Regions from separate parts of the Pan troglodytes genome. Here region 2 is linked to region 1. The links are chromatin contacts, called in public capture Hi-C maps. All regions are on one chromosome and are shown on one strand. The core of a region is the stretch at or near the end of the contact, and the rest is flanking DNA. Distances in the headings are between cores, read along the strand shown.

Region 1 (3,833 bases), core at 970-3,469:
TACATATGGCCAAACAAGCACATGAAAAAGAACTCAATATCACTGATAGAGAAACGCAAATCAAAAGCACAGTAACATACCATCTCGCACCAGTCAGAATGGCTATTATATTTTTTAAAAAATCATAAATTAGTTCAACCATTGTGGAAAGCAGTGTGGTGATTCCTCAAAGGGCTAAAAACAAAGCTACCATTCTACGAAGCAGTCCCATTACTGGGTATATAACCAAAGGAATAGAAATTGTTCACAGAGACACATGCACGGCTATGTTCACTGCAGCACTATTCACAATAGCAAAGACATGGAATCAACCTAAATGCCCAACAATAGAAGACTGGATAAAGAAAATGTGGTACGTATGTACCATAGAATACTATGCAGCCATTAAAAAAGAATGAGATCATGTTCTTTGCTGGAACATGGATGGAGCTGGAGGCCATTATCCTTAGCAAACTAATGCAGGAACAGAAAACCAAATACTACATGTTCTTGCTTATAAATGGCAGCCAAGTGATGAAAACACATGGACACAAAGAGGGGAGTAATAGACATTGTGGCCTACTTGAGGGTCAAGGGTGGGAGGAGGATGAGGAGCCGAAAAAAATAGCTATTGGGAGCTAGGCTTAGTGCCTGGGTGATGAAATAATCTGTACAACAAGCTTCCATGACATGAGTTTACCTATGTAACAAACATGCACATGTACCTCTGAACCGAAAATAAAAGTTAAAAAAAAAGTATATATGTAAATTTAAAAAAATTGTAAATATTTGAAGAATATATATTCATAGCATGGATAATATGGATGTATTTGACAAGGAAAAAATGTTTTTGCAAGATTTACATAAGAAACAAAAGGAGCACTGTGGCTTGTTGGGTTCACCTCAGCCATAAATTACTTTAACATCTGGCACAATAGGCTCTGAATATACAGTTGTTGAATAAACGAAGAAATGTAGTGATCCATGAAGAGTAGAATCTGTAAAAAGTCTTTTGAGTTTTGGAGATATAAAAACAGAAATAGACTGGTCACAGTGGCTCATACCTGTAATCTCAGCACTTTGGGAGGCGGAGGCATGAGTATCTCTTGATCCCAGCAGTTTGAGGCCAGCCTGAGCAATATGGTAAAAAATCTCTACCAAAAAAAAAAAAATACAAAAATTACCCAGGTGCTGTGGTGCATGCCTGTAGTCCCAGCTACTCAGGAGGCTGAGCTGGAAGGATGGTTTGAGCCCAGGAGGCGGAGTCTGCACTCCAGCCTCAGCAACAGAGCCAGACCCTCTTTCAAATAAATAAATAAATGAAAATAAGACCAGAAATGCTCACTTTACTTTTTCTTTTTTTCCTAAGTTTATTAGAGCCCCTCTCCATAACTTCAGTGTTCCTTCAGCTGACTCTGCCTCTTCAATGACTCTCCCACCATGGCCAGGCTAACAGTGTGTGCTTTAACAGGGATGGTGGTGACACCCCACGCTCAGTAAGTCTCTCTGGGCTCCAGTTCTCACCTATGTCCTGAATGCCCTTGCTCTGGTCAAGAATACCTGTCCTCTCTTCCACTGCTTGACTCTCAATTATATTCTTTACCCAGCTGCTACTGTGTTCCTGGTTTTAAATGTAAGTATGAGCTTTGGCCCCTTTCTTTATCACACAAACCATAATCTGTGGAGTTTTTCTGTCTCACCTTTGTGCCTTACCCAGGCCTTAGGTCTAAGACTGTGGGGTAACCACCTAAATGCAAGAGCTGTTTGAACACCGGTCTCTCAGTCTCTTTCCTACCTCTCAGGCTACAGTGGCTGGGTGTGCCAAAGATTCCTTAATGGCCAGTGTAACTGACTGATGTGTTTCTTCGGGAAGCTTCTCCATACCTCAGACAAGCGCACACCCAGAGCTTGAAATCACAGGCCTATAGACTCGACATTTTCTAGGTAGTTCACTAGAAATAAAGGAGAAGCCTAGGCTTCAGGAGAGTTCTAAAGGCCCTCTGTGTCCTGAGGCTCAGGAGTATACTCCACAGGGGTTGACCTGAGTATGGCCAATAGGACCAGGGGCTAAACATTTTAACCAGAGCATCCCCAGACTCCAGGCTGGTGCCTAGAAATGCAGTAGCAAACAGAGGTCCTGCCATCCTTTCTTCTCAGTGTGGCTATTGCTGGTATCTAGGTTTTCAGAGGGGTTTAGCCCACCTACCTGCTCTCATGCTCAGCAAGAGAAAGAGAGATAGACAGGGTCTGCCCTCCAGCCAGAAGCCTACAGCCTCCCAGCAGCAGCAGCAGCATGTATAGAGGCTCATGCGGGAAGAGAGGACCTAGGAAGCCAGATATGGGCCTTTTCCAGTCCTTCATAGAGAGCAGTGCTCCATGTGCTTCTCCCCTGCTCACAGGCGATCTGTTTCTCTCTCAGGACTGAGATGATGACGTAAGGAAGTAGTCACAAGGCAGTATGGATAGCAGGCAAGAACTGGGGTCCCGGGGCCGCACTGCCTGGATTCCAAGCCTGATTTTGCATGCATGACTTGAGACTTCAGGTAATTTGCTTAAACTCATTGTAACTCAGTTTTTTCTTTATAAATTGATATTTCATCATGCAACAACTGTTTATTGTGCTAATTATTTGGGAAGGGTATCATTTTGGGGGCTAGGATATAGCCATCAACAAACCAGATAACATTCCCTTCCACTGTGCAATGTTAAGTTCTAGAAGGATTATAAGCAATGCACAAATACATAAATTTCTTCCGGGAGATAAGAGCTGTGCAGAAAAATAAAGGATGGCAAGGGAATAAGCAGTGGGGTAGAGTATTTTCATGATCAGAACAGTGTTCACTGGGGAGATGACATTTGACCAAAGGTCAGAATGCCATGAGGAGTAAGCCATGCATATACCTGGGAAATGGTGTTTTGATTAGAGGAAACTTCAAGTGCAAACACCCTGAAGCTATAAGCATGCCTGAGATCATGACATGATCTATTAAATACAGTTGTTGTGACGTTAAGTGAGTTAGTTCATTAAAGTTGAGCCTGCTAGATAAATATTTCTTGATTAATATTAGGTATTAGTATTATCAGAATGCTTCATACTTTCTGGCCCAGCTGGTCTACTTCCACACCTGACCTGTGGCCTCGCTGATGTTGGGGGACACTGCCACCTGCTGCTTCTTGTTGGTAAACCATTGAGTGTGAGTAGCATGTTGAGAAGCTGATGTGGAGTCTGATCTTCTGCCCTTGGTGTCCCTGTATCTTGGCTTCTTCTGGCTAGATGTTCACTCAGCTCCTTAAATCCACTCTGTTTTCTGCTTCATCAGATTTCTACCATTAGTACTGCCTATGTCACCTGTCAAGTGTCAGCTTGCCTTCCAACACAGTGCCTGACATCCAGGACAATTGTCGTATAGGGAGATGTCTTTAAACACAGAAGACTGCTTTCAATACATGTTTCACTAGGGCCTGTGCTTCTGCCAAATGGCTTTCTTTGGCTTTGAGCCTAAGAAGCCATGGAGAAAAACAAAGATACCGAGTTATGGTGGAGTCTAATGAAAGAAAAATGGACCATCTCCCCCAGAGCTACCACTGCTTCAGTGCATTCACCATTTAAGGCTGGTACCTGCTCCCACAGACTCATGACTTTCTGAAACAGCTCTGTTGAATGCATTTGTAATTTGCCACTAAAAAAATTATACTTCCACGTGTTTACAACCTTGTCCATATCTGGGAAAGTGACAAGTAGAAAGTTGGCTTTCTAGTCCTTTCTGAAGGAAGGGTCTGGCTTTGGTCTGTCTGTGCATACAATGGTGCTGTTTGGTATATGCAGAAGCCTGGGTACCTACAGGATTTGCTTA
Region 2 (3,833 bases), core at 631-3,130, 67 kb before region 1:
CCCTTCCCTGTCATCTTGTGTGTATGTTTAACATGAAATTGCCCTTCCTCTCATGAACTCACACTACAAGAAAGCTGCCTCGTTGCAACGATTGAGAATCTCTGTACCTCTCAGAAATCCTCCTGGTTTTCACAGGAATGTGGAGGGAAGATGAAAGGAATTTCACATTAGATTGCTGGTTGCTCCAGATACTGCAGGTTAGCAATTGCCCAGGTTCTCTGGGCTTTCAGCCTCTGAATACATGATCAGGAAGGCAACCCATCACTCTGTGTCCATATCTTTAAATTTTCCTTTTTTCTTGTTAGTTTTACAGCCTGCCCTCAAATCTAAAGCCCATCTGAAGTTACTTTAGTAAAGTGACTAAGTTTAGTGATAAAACAACACACACCTGAAGAGAATGCCTGATCGTCCTGGTGGGTAATTGGGTCATGATTGTCAGTTTTAGTAACAGTCGTTACAATAAAAGCAGAGATGAAGAGCTCAGCCTTCCAAAGTCACAAAATAACAGAAATAACAGTACAATTTGCTGATTTAATCTGTTTTAAAAACAGAACTGGAAACTCAGAGTTTATAAAGACTTACACCCTCTGTCATCAACATTTTTCAATCCCACAGGACCCCAGGAGGTTCAATGTATAAACTAAAAGGCTGAATATAAATAAAGTGACTTGTCCCGTGTCACATGACTGGACTAACAAATCATGGAATCTGAAATGAAAACTGTACGGTTTCACTTCAGTATTGTAATATCCAGTGCCATTATTGTGGTTTCGATGCTGCATGTTGTTCTTAATCATTGCCAGGTTTTGCAGCACGGAAGGCTGCATAACATGAATGGTGAAAGATCAACCAAAAACATGTAATTCTGGAACAGTGTCTCTTATTGTATGTTTTTTTTAATTGAAATTTTTATATGCTCAGAGCCAAATTTATTTTCTATTATAACCTCATAGTTTTATGTTCATGGCTACTCAACAGCATGGTTATTTTAAAAGCAGTAATCAATAATTATATGTCCATAGTCATTATTACCTAATATGGTAATGAACACAGTTAAAGACTATAGACTTGCAGTTTCATCCAGAGGTTACGTCTATCTTCTGTTAAAATGTGAACTTCTCTTTGATGTGGAATAATAGTTGAGAAATAAAGATGGCTGGCCATGGTGGCCCACGCCTGTAATCCCAGCACTTTGGGAAGCCGAGGTGGGCAGATCACGAAGTCAGGAGTTCGAGACCAGCCTGGCCAACATGGTGAAAACCCCGTCTCTACTAAAAATACAAAAATTAGCCGGGCCTGGTGGTATGTGCCTGTAGTCCAGCTACTTGGGAGGCTGAGGCAGGAGAATTGCTTGAACCTGGGAGGCAGAGGTTGCAGTAAGCCAAGATCACGCCACTGCACTCCAACTTGGGCAACAGAGTGAGACTTCGTCTCAAAAAAATACATAAATAAAAATAAAAATAAAAATATTTCAGTGCTTAGTAATCCTGAGACCTCTGTGCAGTATTTGCTCTCTCTCTCCCTCTCTGCTTTCAGAACGTTCCAGAATGCTGTCTTTTGATAGTCTGTAATGCAGAAGCTGTTAGAGAAGCCTCACCCTGGGAAAGTATTCTTCAGGACAGATGACATTCTATTTTATTTACCCTTTGATTGTATCTTAGGAAAAACTTATCACATTTACTGGGCACAGGAATTTGGGGATGTTGAATTTAGTGATGGTCATTTGTGAGATTTGACTCACTCTGCTGCCTCCACCAGCAGTGCCTTCATATATGGGCCTTAAAGGAGAAGAGGCATGTGGCATCACTCACTCATACAGCAAGTGTTCACCCAGTTCGTACTTCATCGGGGCAACTGAGCGGGTCCACAGCATCCAGCAGCCAACTAGAGAGAAGGAGGCAGTGGCTGCAAAGAGCATGGAGTCCACAGATAGAACAGAAGAAGCACACTGGGTGGGAAGGTGGCATTCTCATTAGTGGGGAAGGGTCTAGGATCACTGAAATCCTAGTGGAAACACTGAGTGGATGTGTCAAGTGGAGAATCAGTAATGTCTCAGTGTAACCATCACTTTAACTTAAATGAACGCAAAGACAACAAGCTAATTATTTTCTACTGAAATTCTTGTTTCCAGTGTGCATGTCAAAAATTTATGATAGTTACCATTGTTTGGGACCAGACTTTTTTTTCCTAAACATTATTATTTGTTGTTATAATTCAGCTTGGGTTTGAGTTGTTTGGGGATAAAATAAGAAAACAATATAAAGTGAATTAATCTAATGCTCAAACCAACAACATGAAAGTTACAACATGAATGATCTAAGGAAACCCAGGTTGCAAAAGCTACCAGGGCCATTAATAGGTTTCTTATTAGTTTTTTCCCCCACTCAGGAACTTCTGTGTTAGTTTATAACAGCAACTTGGATTCATAGCACTGGATGGTTTACAGAGTTCATTTCTGCACATTTTTATCTTAAGATCTTTAAACAATACTATGACTATGACCTAGAGAGTGCAGATTTTATCTCCAACATATAGAAAATAAACTGAGGCTTAGGGATACACTAAAGATAACCACTTAATGGTAGAGACTAGAACTTAACTCCAAATTCAATCTTCATTCTACTACTTTCTGCCTTCCTACTATGAATTCTAAATCAGATCTTCAAAAAATTTAAAGATGATAGCAGTCATATCCTTATATCGAGAATTTTAAACACCCAATATGTCTAGGTTAAGTACCTATTCTGGGAGATAAGTGATCTTTAAATCACCCACTCTTTCACGCAACCCCATCTCAGAACTGAGAGTGAATTCAGGAATATTTTTCCAGCCTCGGAATAGAGAATCCTTTGGGAAAATAATTTTAATGGTTATGGATCACTAGCAAATCTTGACTGGTATTTTTTTTTTAAACCAAGCCATCTGGCAGTTGTGTCTTATTTCTTCCTGCTGTCAATGGCTGGACCCACACACATTCCAACCTCACACAAGAATGCCAATGTCTGCACATTTTCACTATGAACAGGCATTTTCAGTCAAAGCAGAGAGAAATGAGGCTCTGCCTGTCTGTGGCAATAACATTAATATTACCTCTGTACAGATGCTTTTAGAAGTATGAAGTTAAATGCAGAGCCCTGGAGATGCCTAGAAGCACACATGAGATAAGCACAGCCATTCACGGAAGACCTAAGAAACTGAGCATTTGCAGGATAAACTTTTCACCATGACAAAGTACAGCAATGTTGCGTATTCCAATATGAGACTGACAGCAGGAAATAATGACAATAAGATAAGTGTAAGATGCATTTATGATGCAGAGAGGTGAAAGATACATATATATGTATGTACTTGGTCAGAATAAGCAAGGATATTATTAATTACCAATGTAAATTTAGCCTTGGGGAATAAAACAGCTGAAATCTGAAGGCAGCAAAGTCAGTCTGGCTACAAATAAGCTAAGAAGTGTAGATCTGAAATAAACATTCATTACAATCCCTTTGACAAGAAAAACTGTTATATTAGTGGATAGCATTTAGGAACTCAGAGGAGCAGAAGGTCAGCTTCACAACCAGAATGCCAACTGCTAAATGAATGTGCTGAGCAAAACTGGCCAGAGAGTGCCCTCACAAAGGCAGCAGTAGGGTGGGACTGGCCCCTGGGGATACTGAAGAAAATGCTGGTGTCCAGTGGCTTATTGACCCATTTCACTCTCATTCTTTCAACTGCTGTTAAGTGAAAACAGGGTTACATGTGAGCATACACACCTGTGCATCTGTATACATGCATATTTATTTAATGCCAGCAGTCTCTTTCCTGTTTACCCTTCTAACTTC

Evidence for each region. Capture Hi-C pulls out chosen DNA fragments and counts their contacts.
Region 2: a contact with region 1 is called in a capture Hi-C map of stem cell-derived neural stem cells, with 5 times the contacts expected there. The contact joins two enhancer-like sites. A contact is called at or near these places in 5 of 7 Hi-C or Micro-C datasets (blood, induced pluripotent stem cells, lymphocytes and 1 more) and 1 of 1 other capture datasets (stem cell-derived neural stem cells).

Annotation. Positions count from the first base shown.
Region 1 is chr3:148,802,202-148,806,034 of NHGRI_mPanTro3-v2.0_pri, reverse strand. No RefSeq gene overlaps it. Among named protein-coding and RNA genes, the nearest start is that of TTC29, 74 kb to the right of the region's middle. Within about 2 kb of position 2,219, at least 1 of the 24 cell types and tissues checked has an H3K27ac peak or open chromatin away from gene starts, as enhancers often do. A contact at or near this core is called in stem cell-derived neural stem cells, where this site is marked.
Region 2 is chr3:148,869,143-148,872,975 of NHGRI_mPanTro3-v2.0_pri, reverse strand. No RefSeq gene overlaps it. Among named protein-coding and RNA genes, the nearest start is that of TTC29, 140 kb to the right of the region's middle. Within about 2 kb of position 1,880, at least 1 of the 24 cell types and tissues checked has an H3K27ac peak or open chromatin away from gene starts, as enhancers often do. A contact at or near this core is called in stem cell-derived neural stem cells, where this site is marked.